Regions from separate parts of the Muntiacus reevesi genome. Here all the other regions are linked to region 3. A link is a contact called in public Hi-C data. All regions are on one chromosome and are shown on one strand. The core of a region is the stretch at or near the end of the contact, and the rest is flanking DNA. Distances in the headings are between cores, read along the strand shown.

What was found. A called contact is a pair of places that touch in the nucleus more often than the background predicts.
Region 1: a Hi-C map of muscle shows a contact between it and region 3, with 6 times the contacts expected there. The contact joins the promoter of CS here to the promoter of ZC3H10 in region 3. A contact is called at or near these places in 2 of 3 Hi-C or Micro-C datasets (blood and muscle).
Region 2: a Hi-C map of blood shows a contact between it and region 3, with 7 times the contacts expected there. The contact joins the promoter of DGKA here to the promoter of ZC3H10 in region 3. A contact is called at or near these places in 2 of 3 Hi-C or Micro-C datasets (blood and muscle).

The regions. Positions count from the first base shown.
Region 1 is chr4:170,883,689-170,887,952 of mMunRee1.1, forward strand. CS (citrate synthase) reads left to right here and starts at 1,850. Exons shown (of 11, transcript XM_065934898.1): 1 at 1,850-2,180. The coding sequence starts at 2,139.
Region 2 is chr4:171,208,046-171,212,598 of mMunRee1.1, forward strand. It overlaps DGKA (diacylglycerol kinase alpha), which reads right to left and starts at 1,717. Exons shown (of 25, transcript XM_065934958.1): 1 at 1,636-1,717; 2 at 1,400-1,524. It overlaps PYM1 (PYM homolog 1, exon junction complex associated factor), which reads left to right and starts at 4,544. Exons shown (of 3, transcript XM_065932209.1): 1 at 4,544-4,553.
Region 3 is chr4:171,039,905-171,044,088 of mMunRee1.1, forward strand. ZC3H10 (zinc finger CCCH-type containing 10) reads right to left here and starts at 2,900. Exons shown (of 3, transcript XM_065934930.1): 1 at 2,831-2,900; 2 at 1,990-2,053; 3 at 1-536. The coding sequence starts at 481. It overlaps LOC136167349 (a long non-coding RNA gene), which reads right to left. Exons shown (of 3, transcript XR_010663088.1): 2 at 3,903-3,925; 3 at 3,299-3,645. LOC136167345 (a long non-coding RNA gene) reads left to right here. Exons shown (of 4, transcript XR_010663086.1): 4 at 8-138.

The sequences.
Region 1 (4,264 bases), core at 600-3,099, 160 kb before region 3:
AGGACATGTGGTGTCTCCTTTTAACCTTTCCTGAACTCTTCTGGTTGGTGGTGGCTTATTAGTTCCGTGTTCCTTAGTAGGACCGCCTATCACAAAATAACTCAGGCAACTAGTTACTGTGGTGCCTGGCCAGGGTGGGCGGTTTCAGTCAGTGTGTTTCCCCTAACAAGTCCATAAAGGCCTCATGACGCGAGGCTCCAGGACACTATACGCATTATTGTTCCCCACTCTTCCTCTCATCATTAGAGCTCCAGAATAGGTTACGCTCATGGCCACTCAGCAATTATCCCTTGGGTAGCCTCACCCTAAGAATGCCTCCTGTCTGTTGGGGCGCTGGAGTTCAGTCCTCTGGCCTGCAGGCTAGTCCCTGTGGATGATTAACCAGAGAGAAGAAACCAGGCCGAACTATTCTAGGGTTAGGAGGAAATCCTCTGTGAGATGCTAAATTGGGACCAAGTATTGATCGGTGGAGCTTTGAAGTCACCGAGGAGATAGCTAAGTTCAGTGCTCCTCTGGGGCACCATTTACGAAGTTCTTTCCTAGGATCTGATCCCCAAGCCAAAAAAGCATTGCTTGGTCGGTGTAAAGCTAAGTATAAAGAAACCTGGCAAGAGAAAATGACTTTTCTTTTCTCTCTTTCCAAGTTCAAGCTATAAACTAGGTTCTTTATAAATGGGATCTAGCTAAACCTGGCTTAGATGGTACTGAGACCTCTGAACTTTGTTACTTCTATGTAAGGAGATAAAAGGACTGTTCGTCTGGGGTGTGGGTCAGTTCTTCTCTGCCCTCGGGTCAATGACAGTGATAGCCTATAGAGGTTGAAAGGTTCTAAGTTCTTGTCTACCCAGAATTAGTCAAGAATGATATAGAAGACCACTTCAGTGCCATGGTTCATTTAACGGTCTCTGGGGAGCACAGGATAAGAGTATATAGAAGACAGCCAAGTACGTGTAAAGGCCCAAAGGCCCTATGAGAGTAACAGGAGTGCTGTAACAAAAAGGAGATGATTGGGGGTGAAGGGTTATTCTGCAGCTCCTGATCTTTTGGTTATATGTGGTGTGGACTGGTTGTGTGGGGTTATGTGACTGGAGTGGCAACGAGGCTAACGCCCAGAACCCAGAGGCTCTGGACTGCTCTGGAAGCTCTCACACTAAGGGGGCCTTTGTAAGAGTTGCTTTGTCTGACAGATGGTAAAGAATCGGCCTGCGATGCAGGAGACCTGGGTTCTGACCCCTGGGTCAGGAAGATCCCCTGGAGGGAATGGCAACCCACGCTAGTATCTCGCCTGGAGAATTCCATGGACAGAGGAGCCTGGCGGGCTACAGTGCATAGTCACCAAGAGCGGAACACGAGTGAGCAGATATCACTTCCCAAGACTTGGGTTTCCTGGCAGTAATCACAGACCTGCCTGCCGGCAACGAGCACGGGGTACTCGGGCTCCCGCGTTTGCTTTCCTTCTCCGCATTTTGGGATCCGTTGGTTTCTGTAACACCACGGTGCTGCTTCCAAGTAGCTAATTCTGGCGGCAGAGCCTGTGTCCCCGTGATGTCACCTCTAAGGCCACTCAGTCACTAACCGCTGACATTGATCAGGAAAGCGCCGACGGCGTGGGACCAGTGGCCGCGGGAGTACTAAGGGGCTGGCTTCCGAGGGCCTCTCAAAGGTCAGCGTGCTTGGAGCTTTTCTCTCACAGCCGCCTTACAGTGAGCCCTAAACGCGCTAAGGGCAAGGGGGAAGCCGAAGGAGGAAGTTAACGAGTTCTCAGGCGCAGACTTAACCACCTACACGCTTCCCCCCGCCCATCCGCCCTCAGTTAGCCGACCCCGGACGGTCCAATCCTCCCCGCCACAGCCGCCGTCGGCGGCTCAGGGCCCGCCCCCCGCGCGCCCTGGGCCAATGGCCGCGCGCGAGGCGTGTCCCCGCGGGAGGGGCGGGGCGGGCTCCGGGCGGGGGGCGGGGCCTCGCCGAGGACCCCGGGCTGGGCGCCGCCGCCGGCTCGTCTACTGCTTCCCTCAGCCTCCTCCTTTCAACCTTGCTCCCCGCGTCCGCGCGGCCTCCGGTGCAGCGGCGCCGCCTCCGTTCCTGCCGCAGCTCTCTTCCCTTCTTCCCTCCCTGGCAGATCCCCGAGTTCGCCCGCCATGGCTCTACTCACTGCGGCCGCCCGGCTCTTCGGGGCTAAGGTGAGCAACCGGGAGGGACCGCGCGGCCCCAGGGTGGGGCTGAGGCGACCGCAGGCCCTCAAGCCCGGGGTCTCCCTCCCCTACCCAGGCGCACCCCCGCGCGTCTTAAAGGGGCCTGCGCCTGGCTGGCCGCCCGCCCTGCTTGGCGCTCCCGGGGCTCTGCGCTTTCCGGCCCACTGGGGGTGAAGTGAGTGCTGCCCGCCCTGGCCTGAGGTCTTGGGCCGGTGGGAAGGCCGGACCGAGCTGTCACCCCGCGTGCCAAGGGTGGAAGAGGCTGGGGTGCCTGGCCTTGGAAAAAGGAGTGAAGAACGTAGATGGGTGCCACTGGGATTAGGGAAAGCGCTTGTTTGGAAGGAGGGGCTGGCTAACAAGCGGCAAGGGCGAGCAGATGTGCTCACTCTGTCCTGGGCCGGAGCCGCAGCCGTGGCTGGTTTCAGCTTCGGCTAGGTAGAGAGGTCCTTGTCAGTCTCAGAACTGCCGGCTTCCATTTCTCCAGCCCAGATACTTAAACCTTTGGTGACCAAGCATAGTAGTTCCTTCTGGAGGAATGCGACTCGGGTCCTCTCTGTCCTTGGGACTTTTGCACTTACTCTGTATAGGAGGAGCTCGGGTGGGGTGGACGGCTTGTGTAGAACCTTCTGCATGATTATCGCGTGTGATTGGAGAAAACTTGTCCCTGTAAACTGCAGGCTGATAAGGGAAGATAACTGGGCGGGAGATAGTAATTCCAAGGTTACATGACCGGCCCTACTACTTGCTCACTTAAGTTTTTTTTTTTTTTTTTTTTTTTTTTGCTCACTTAAGTTTTACTGTTGCTTTTAAATCTGCTCTACCCAAGAAAGGTTCCTCTTTGGGGGGGGACCCCTTTACTTTTTAAAAATTTATTAGGCTGCAGCACACGGAATCTAGTTCCCTGAACAGGGATGGAATCCAGGCCCTCCACTTTGGGAGCCTGGAGTCTGAGCCACCAGGGAAGTCCCATGGGGGGCCCTTTATTTGACTTTTGCTGTTGTTGGGATCGTAAGGAATGTTGTTGCTTACACAGTGTTTTCCATTTCATATTGCCAAAATTACTTTTGTCTCTGGGTAACTGGGTACTTTAAACAGAAAGACTGGTGTGCTGAGGGGTCCCAGCCTTCTAATCCAAGCAGGGACAGTCCCACAAGTGACCTTGACTCTTGCAAAGAACTTACACTTTTTTCTTCTGCAGACAAATTAAAGCTGCCAGCACCTAAGGGGAGGAAAGGAAAAAACTAGAAAGGTTTTGTCTTACAGTGTGTTATCTTGAATGGTTGGCAGATAAGGTAAAACCTGTAGCATTTACAGGTTTTTCCAGGTACTCAGCAGCATGGTGGAGGCTGACCACTTAGGAGACAAGTGTCTTACTTGATGGCAGTTCCTTCCACTACTAGGGAACAGGGAAGGGAAGCCTCTTGGGAAAAGAAGCAAGTTCTGGATAGTGTTTTGGCTGAATAGGAGATACTATAATTAGCTCATTCCAGAGCTGCTAACTCTACAGTTTGAAACAGCCTTTGGAATTTACATTTGAATTTAGTTTTTCTCTTAAACCTCTGGGGAAAGAAACTCAGAAAGTTTTTGAATTGACAAGGCAACCTAATTGCAGTGATCATTATTGTTTTGTTTACTTTCCTGCTGGACCTGAGGATCCTTGAAACCTGTATATTGGAGGCGCTTCTAAGGCTTTCGACCCTTATAACAAAGCTCAACAGACCGAGGAGTGGAAACTTCCTGAGATTTAAGCAGTATAGCCAGAATACCAAGAAGTCTTTCAATCTGACAGCATTGCTAGCACCTGCCTGAACTTTCCAGATTAGCCTACAGCTTAATAATGGTGCTCAGTTTTGTCTTTTTCTATTAAGGTAGGCTTTAGAAGGCAAAAATAGTCTTCTAGCCTACCACTTTGATTCTCAAAGTCGGGTGTAATTCGCTTTTCTGAGAAAACTTTTTAACCTTGCTCGGAGACTAGCTAATCATTGTTCTGTTGTACCCTGCTTACTGTCAGGTAATTTAATGAGCACCTGAGTTGGAGAGACCACCTCATTCAGAGCCTTAAGGTTATTTGA
Region 2 (4,553 bases), core at 467-2,966, 170 kb after region 3:
GTGCTATTTCTGTGGGGCGGGGGGAGTGTCGCTGTGTAGTACAGGAGGAAGTTACAATGTTGGCATGGTTGGGGGATGTGGGTTCATGTGGTTAGGAGGTTGGGAAGATGCCCGGTAATATTTGCATGCCTTCCTCCGTAAACCTCATTTTCCCAATTTAAAGGTGAAAAGTGGGATTCAGACCCGGGTAGTTTCAGAAACTTCCCGCTGACAGGTGTAGAAAGGAGAGAGGTGGGGAGCTGGGCACCAGGAGGCCAAGTACCCTTCTCCACCCGTGCAGCGCTGCGGAGGTTCCAAAGCGGACTTTCCTCCGACTCGGGTCCCTAGGAGCCAGCTTCAGCATCCGTCCGAGTGATCAGGGACCGGAGAGATGGAGGGGAAGGCATGGGGAAAATGCTGCCTATGGGGTTCTGGGCCAACCCTCATGCTGCCCCGGCTCCTGGCGCAAAGCTTTCTAGCTACCCACTCCAGCTGTCACGCTTCCTCCTTCTCGGCCCAGCAGCCCTACCCCAGCCCGTGGGGCGTCCCCTCCCGCGGCCTCCGCCCCGAGCCGCTCGAGTGCGGGAGGGTGGGAGGCGGCGCGGGGCTCGCGGGGTCTCTACCTTGCATGCGGAGGGCGCGCGGTCGGAGCTGGAGCGCCGGCGCGGGAGCAGGAGCCCGAGCGGGGCTGGAGGGGACGGGCCAGGCAGGCGCGGCCGCCGCGGGGCCGCCCCGCTCCTGACGACACAGCTGCCCGCCCCCCAGCCCGGCCGGCCCGCCCGCCCGCCAGCCGGCGCCCGGCGCCCCCAGCTCGGGGAACTTGTAGTTCACCAGACCCGCCTTCCTCCTCCCCCGACCCCCCGATCCCCAGGGCTCTGGTCTGTGCCACTTTCTCCACATTCCAGCGCTGCTCGTCTTCCCGCCCCGGCAGCAGTTCTGTCTGTGCAGTGACTTACACCCTCTCCCCGAGCCCCAACCCGGGGAGGCGAAGGCAGAGGAAGGGGAGGGGAGCCCGCGGATAAGGCAGGCTGGCAGTTGCCCACCCAGCCACCTCTCCTAAATGCTGCCGCAGGGGGCCTCCCTTCCCAAGTCCTTTCCGTCCACCATGGGTTGAATTTATACTCGGGAGATGCCCAGCAGCAAGGCCAGAGTGCCAAACTGCACACCCTCTGCCCACTCTTCCCTGCCACCGCGGGCTCCACGCTGCCCGACCCCGTTTGAGATAACCTGCCCACCTTGGCCTCCAGTTTTCTCGCCTCTGTTAAACCCAAACCCCAGCTGTCTCAGATTTGTTTTCCCCAGGCTGAGAACAACTCCTCTCAAGACCACATTCCTCCCTTCATTCTGGGGTCAAGGTTCAGGTGCAAAGAGCATTTCCCTGTGTCCACCCTTTCTTGGTGCCCTAACCCCCTCACTTTACCTGCTGGCCTTGGCAGGTGGTGTGGAGGCCCTGGTCAAAAGTCGGGGTGAAAGATCTTTTCAGCTTCTCCTGTCTGGAATCTGCTCCGAGTTAAGGCTCTTGGGGCAGCATGGATGGTGGTGAGGCTGGTAGAGCAGGGGAGAACGACAGAGGCCTAGGGACTCTCTGGTAGGAACTGAGGACCCAGGCATCCAGCTCCCTGGCCCCGCCCCAACCCCCGTCTAACCCCCTCCTACCCTTCATTGAAGTAGGACACAGTGACAAAGGCTTGAGTTCCTGGAATCTTCACTTTTACACCTGGTAGTAGAGAGTGGGGAGGGGGGAGCTCTGATTGGAAGGGTGTATTTGGGTGTTGTGTGTGTGTTGCGCGTGTAAGTACACATATACACACGTGTAATATACACATATTTTTGGTGGGGGTTGGAGAGGAGAAGGAATGAATACATGAGGCCCTCTAGTGGAAACAGGGATCTAAGCAGCTCTTGACTTTTGAGACTTGGAAGAGAACCCTCCATTTTTGTCAGAAATATAGCTGCTGAGTAATAGGGTTTGGAGTATTATTGTTGCATCTGAACTGGAGATCTGAGGTAGGGAGTGGAGACGGCCTGTCTCTCTGCTCCTGTCTCCCCTCTAACCTTAAAAAGACAAGAACCCTGCCACTCCCTATCCTTCGTCTCTCCTTCCTACATGATCTCCTTAGTCATGGAATCGTAAGCACTTTGAAGGATTATTATACATCAGGTCCGGTACTTTGTTTTGCAGGACAGCCAAAGACATCGATAGCCCAGCTTAGGGACTGCCCCAAAGAGCATGGGTTAGCCATCCTGAGTGATGTAAGAACAGCCCCCCAGCCCCTCTTCCAATCAGTTCTATGCCCCTGTGCCCCGCACCTAGGAATCCTGGCATGATGCTAATCCTCAAGGAGCCCAGCCTTCCTGGCAGTTAACATTGGTAGTGCTAGCACCCTATGCACGTCTGTTTTTCAGTCATGCTCAGCTACGTTCCTACACGAAGTTAAAGATCCTCCTTTTAAGACATTTTTTGGAGACTTCAAAGTGGGACTTGAGATGACGCCTCTAATAAGGAACAAGACGGAATCACTTATACTCTGGGCTTGAGTTGTCTTCAAGATCTGTGCTCCATCATACCCCAGTAACTTACTGGTGGGGGTGAGAGGAAGAAAGGCCAAGAAAGATCTAAGGAGGAGGCTTCTGATGCCTACAGCTCCAGGTGCTCATTTCTTTAATCAACCACATCATAAAAATCAGAAAGAAAGAAACCGCAACGAACAAAGGGAAAGGAAAAAACAACAGCCGAGTTCTCCCCAGCCTCTCCGTTCTCTTCTTCCTCCTGGGGGGCGGGGGAGGTGGCACATCCGGGGTTCAGGGCTGGGTCCCAGGCAGGTCTGCTACGCAGACAATTGAGTTTCACTTCCTGTCAGTCCCAGAGCTGAGACAGGATGTCTGAGGGCACAGTGGGGGGCCTAGGGTTGGGTGGTCAACTGGAGCCACCTTAGGACTGATTCTTGCAGAAAGGACTCCTCAGACAGTACAGGCAGGAACAATGCATTCCTCTAGTTTTGCAGGAACAATGCATTCCTCTAGTTTTTAAGAGACTTCATCTCACTCTTACCTTTAATCATTAGTAACAGGGTTATGGAAAGGAGATCCCGCAGGGCTGAAGCACGGTCGGTGAAAGAAGAGCAAGGGTTAAGGACGGCAGTGTTGGAACACTTGCAATGACTATGTGTTGAATGCATATCAGTTTTTACACGAGTCTTTTTGAGATTTTCTGGGCTGGGCCTCTGGTGGAAGTCAGGAAGGTGGAGTATGGGAGAGAAGGCAAGATGTGACCCCATAAAAGTTCTGAAGCTTCACTTCAAAGCTTTAGTAAATTCCTAGTCATCCATTGCTCTCAGCTGGGTTTTTTGTTTTTCCAAGTGGGACATGCAGCCTAGTGTTGGAGGTGGTCACTTTTTCTGTTGGACATTAACCTAGGCCCAGGTGGGTATCTGGAGGAAGATAAAACTGTTGATGAGGAAAAAACAACACGGCGGGTGGGGGAGGGCAGGGCAGACACCTGAGCAGAGGAGGGGAGCCTGTAGCCGGCCCCTCCCAAGCTGCGGGGGAAACGAGTTTAGCAGGACTTAGCCCAGAAGCAACACGAGCTGCCGAGAACAGCGGGGGCGGGAGAACATTTGGGTTCCTAAAGAAAAGGCAGACTCGGGGCCGGGCAGGGCTGCAAAGGCAGCGACCGAACGGCTCAGATTATTGGCGTTTTGCCCGGAGTTGGATCCCCAGAGCACTGAGACGTGGCCGAGGTTAATTAGACTACTAATTGGGTCCGCCCAGCAGCCTTCACCTCACCCTCTGACCCCGGGGCGAGCCCGAGGCGGCTCCCGGGTCGAAGGCCTGAGCGAAGTTGGACCGTCGTCACTTCGCCGCCCGAGCCCCTGGGGCCGCCCCAGGGGCAGGGCCAGGTCCGGGCCGCCCGCCCCGCCTTCTCAGCCGTAGAAGTCGCCGGCAGCCCTGCAGCTGCGGGGACAAATGACCGACAGGCAGCGCCCTCGGCCTTGCACGTCCCTCTCGCGCGTCTCTCTCGGGAGGGTTGAGCTGAGCGGCCAAGGGCAATCGGCGCGCGATTTCTACCTCCCCACCTTCTAAGAGAGGGTCAGCTGGGCTCTTGCGTTCGCCCCCAACACTGGTGCGCCCCGGTGCGTTCCCGGAGCTGGCCTCCCCGCCCCGTATCCCCAGGCGGCTCTGGAACCTGGGCGCAGGCCAGGCCCTGAATATCCGCCTTTTCCTCGTTTACTAGCCTTCCCCCTCCCCCGCCTTCTGGAGGCAGGTGGGCCTTGCCCCCTTTCCTCCCGCAGGTCCTACACAGACGAAGACTGCCTGCAAGGGTAGGGGCTGTGCCTCGGAACTCCTCTCGGCGCTCAGAGAACTGCTATATACGCAGCAGGCGCTCAATACTGGCATCAACGGCAGTAAAAGAGGCTACGGCTCTTATTTTATTTTAGTCTTCAGCTTCTTTCCGCCTCCTTCACTTCTGTCCACCAAATGGTGTACTCTCCCTTTAAGACTAAAATGGTGGCTTGTTACGATCTGGACTCCACTTCCGGTGGGGAGGGGGGCGGGACCCCAGCCCGCTCACG
Region 3 (4,184 bases), core at 1,650-4,149:
GTTGCAGGTGACGGAACTTGCACTTGGCTCCTCTCTGGCAGTCACCCTTGAGAAAGTCACGGCAGATGGGGACCTCCTCCTTCCCATTTGGGAGGTCAGCTGGTGACAGGCCTAGGCCGGCTGCCACTTTCTGCCTCAGCCTGGGGGGCAGCTCTCCTGTCTTTTTATAGCCATCCTCGTCCTCCTTGGAGCCATGGATGAATCGGCAGTTAGGACGGCTACACTCCTTGTTCTGGAAGTCATGGCAGAAGATGAACTCGTTTTTGCTTACCCCCAAGTTGGACACCTCACTCATGTCTGGGTGGCGATAGCGGCAGCGCTTCCCTCGCTTGCACACATTCCTCAGGAAGTCTCTACAGATGGCATCTGAGCTGGCCCCGCCACCACCTGCCCCTGTCCCACTGGTCTCCTCGCCGCCACCGCCTCCAGGGCCTCCACTGCTGCTGCCAGCGCCGTTGGCATAGCTGTCCCGGTCAGGCATCCTGGTCCCTCCCAACTCAGGGCTTTCTTCCTTTTCTTGCCACTCTTGGTGACCGCTAGGAAAGAGAAGAACTGTGTCAAACTGCAGTCCTCCAGAGAGGCCAAACTCTTCCTGACTATCAGGCAGGCAATCCAGCAAGAGGCAGGCCACAGGGACAATGGTACTGGAGGTGGAGCAGCTAACGGCTGAGCACCCTGCCTGGACTGGCTGGCTGATCAGAAGTCCTGCCCAGGCCCTGGTGCTCCTGGTCTGTGGCAGAATGATTCACACTTGCCTGGCTGATGGAGCAGGAAGAGAGTTGGGGTGAAGCCACCTCATATAATGATGACATGCCAAAGAGGCAGAGTGAGAGATTAGTGTTGGGTTTTATTTCCCCTCCTGTACTGACCTTATTAAATTTGTGGAAGCAAAATTAAAACTGCTGTCAGTGTCTGATCAGGCTATGAGGAGACTAGGAACTGTGGCTAAGATAAACTGGTGAGCTACTAAGGGCAATGGATAATGGGACACTGGTGACATTGCTTCCCTGACCCCCTCTTCCAAGGGATGTCAGGAGAGGACTTTGTGAAGAAACAGATATCCTGACCCCAGGAAGTCCTGAGTAAAGAGACTGGTATCACCACCTTGAGGGCAATATCTAAACTTGTCATTTTTTGGAGTTCTCTCCCAGATTACCACTATCCTCAACTCTAGGATGGTCAGCCCCCTCCCCTCCATTTCAGGGGAAGAGTTCGACAGCCAGAATCTCCACTTATAGACCCCCCCCCCAAAGGACAAAACCATTTGTGGCAAGATCAAGGCAATAGAAAGGTGATAATTTCACAGGAACAAGTAACCTGTCTTTCTTCATTCTATACCCCTCCTACCCTCCATGGGAAGATCTCACTGACATCAAACCACACCATTCCTCACCCCAAGAAGATCCTCTTTATTTATAGACTCTATAAAAGCTTTTTAAGTCTCCTCTTGCCCAAGCGATCTCAGGAATGTCAGTCCACTGCCCTGGTTCTAGCCCTCTCCTTTCCCCACCCCCAACAAGACTAGGAGTCCCTGCTACCACGTGTCTGACCTAAGCCTTTCCTAAGCAGTGTTCAGGCTCCCCCTGCTGTTCAAATAGGAAAACTTCATATTGTTTCCCCTTTAGTATAAGGGAATCTTGACAACTTCTTTGGCCTTCACGGCCCCCAACCACCCAGTCTGTTGCCTTGACTTTGCTTTCAAGGCAAAATGATCCCAAAAATATACCGACTGGATCACAGGCCAGAGTTGCAAGAGAATCTGTAAAAGAGAGGTCCTCTTCCTCCAAAGGGAGGTAGTCCCAGAACAGTAAAAGCAATCAAGGAAAAGAGTGGGAAAAGAAAAGATAAAAACTTTTACTTAAAGGGAACTGACCTGCTGAATAATAAATGGCATCTATCCAAGCCTGACCCATGTTACAAGTCCCACCAGGAGCAGATAATCATATGTGATACTCTTCCCCACCCAACTTTCCCAGGATTGCGTGATACCTGAGGTAGCTCAGGTGAAGTCCGGGGCTCCTGTGGGTCTCCACCTCCACATCACTGCTGGGTTCTGAGCAGGAGAAAAACAGAGACTTGGGTGTAAGAAGGGGTAAGAATGGAGAACTACAGAGTGGTTGCTGCTCTAAGAATGAAGTCTGACAAAATGGAAAGAGCTCTAGGCGCTCCAAGATTTCCTTCGGATTCAAATTGAACTTCCCCTGTCAAGGGGAGAAGCTGCCAGTAATAGTATGGGACAGAACTAATTTGGAGAGCCTAGGAGAAAGAGGTGGAAAACCAGCTCTGAGTGAACAAAGAGTAAGGGACGCTTCTCGAGATGAAGGAGAATGTAGGGATCAAAGCCCAGAGTCGGGTTGGGGTTAGGAACTCCGAACAGGGAGCCGTGCAAGGGCTGCGACTGTCAGTGCAGTGGGACGGCGGGTTAGACTTGGGGGCGGTGATTATGACGCTTCTCAACACCCCAGAGTTTCGGGGGGGAAAGTCCTAGGAGTTTCCCGGAGTAAGTGCTTCGCCTGGCAGGTTCTGTGCAGTGCCGCCGGAGCTCCGCCGGGGACCATATGAATAGGACACTAAGGGAGCACGAAGTGAAGCGGGAAAGGGAACTCCAGGTGACATCAAGCAGAGGGGATGGGCAAGGGTGTGACGTCACGGAGCTGGCGTTTGCTCGCGAAGCGGGGTCAGTCAGAAAGGGGGTTCGGCCCTACGACGTGAGGAACAGCCAACTCGGTCCTGGGGGGCCTTGTGTAGCCCGGCCGAGCCCAGCCGCTGGGCCGGCCCCGACTCCTCCCCTCCGGGCGCGGCCTCCACCTAAGTCTCCCGCCTCCCTCACCTGCCGCCGCCGCCGTAGTTGCTGCTGCCGCCTGCCGGTCCTCTAGCTTCGACAAAGAGCCGCCTACCCTATCGCCCTTCCGCTTCCTGCGGAAGAAATGACGCTCTAGCTCCCAGACCCGGAACCACACTCTGTGGTGTGCGAAGTACTAGCGCGATTAGCAGCAGGAAGCTCCCAGCAAGCTTTGCGCGTCACCATGGCAACGCGACCCAACGGCAAAACGCCTCAAAGTGGAACTCTGTAACGTGGACCTAGATAAGAGCGGAACTGATGGCTCCTAGGCCCGCGAAATCAACTTGAAAACCGTCCCCGGAGTCCACGCCCTTTCCAGGAAGTAAAGGCCGCCCAATACTCTAGGAGCTCCTAAGACCGGAGCCCACACCTCCCGCCCCCCACCTGTAGATAAGGAGCAGACAGACCGCACTAAGAGAATCCCCAGCCAGTGTAACCAGAAAAAACCACATAACACAAATTTTTTCTTCAGCTAAGACAGCAAAAGAGAGGATTTATTGTACACGTTACATTCAGCCACAACTGAGAAGAGAACTAGTCCACAGTTATCACAGGCCCAGGGCAAAGGACCAAAAGGGGCGGCTTGGATCCGAGCAAGGTCGGTCTCTCAAAGGTGGTCGAGGCGATCGGAATGGCCACAGATGTTCCAGGTCCACTGAGAAGTTCTAGAGAGTAGGCATGCAGTCCACAATTTGTACCAGCGCCCCTGGCCTCTGGCTTCCCTTGTTTCTGCTTCTGTGGCTTCCATGGGTGTACAAGTTTACTTGGACCTCTGCCTCATCTTTCTTCTTTTGCGCTTCAGCCTGAAAACCAGACATAAGAATACACCTCGGGCCCCACAAACCCGAGTTCAGTCTTTCCCTCCAGTCTTAAAGGTGCACCCAATACAAGGGACAGGTAAAATCAACATTACGATTCTGTCGCCTTCTGCCCAATTCATGGCATTGGCCAGTCAATGCTTATAAGTTGTTGGATTTCTAAACCAAATGTTCGTCCCAAGTTTTGTCCACTTTGCTCCACTCCCCCCCGACCCCACAGTACTAACTACGTCCCAGCATACCTGCGCATTCGCTTCTTCCTCCACTGGCAACCGATTATAACCAAGGACAGAGAGTAAAACAAGATATCATTAGTTTCAGTAACAAGTTTAGATAGAGACATTAAGAACACTAGGGGAGGCTTCCCCGGTGGCTTAGACGGTAAAGAATCTGCCAGCAATGCAGGAGACTCAGGTTCAATCCCTGGGTAAGGGAGATTACTTGGAGAAGGGAATAGCAACCCACTTCAACATTCTTGCCTGGAAAAGTCCATGGGCAGAGGAGCCTGGCGGGCTAACACAGTA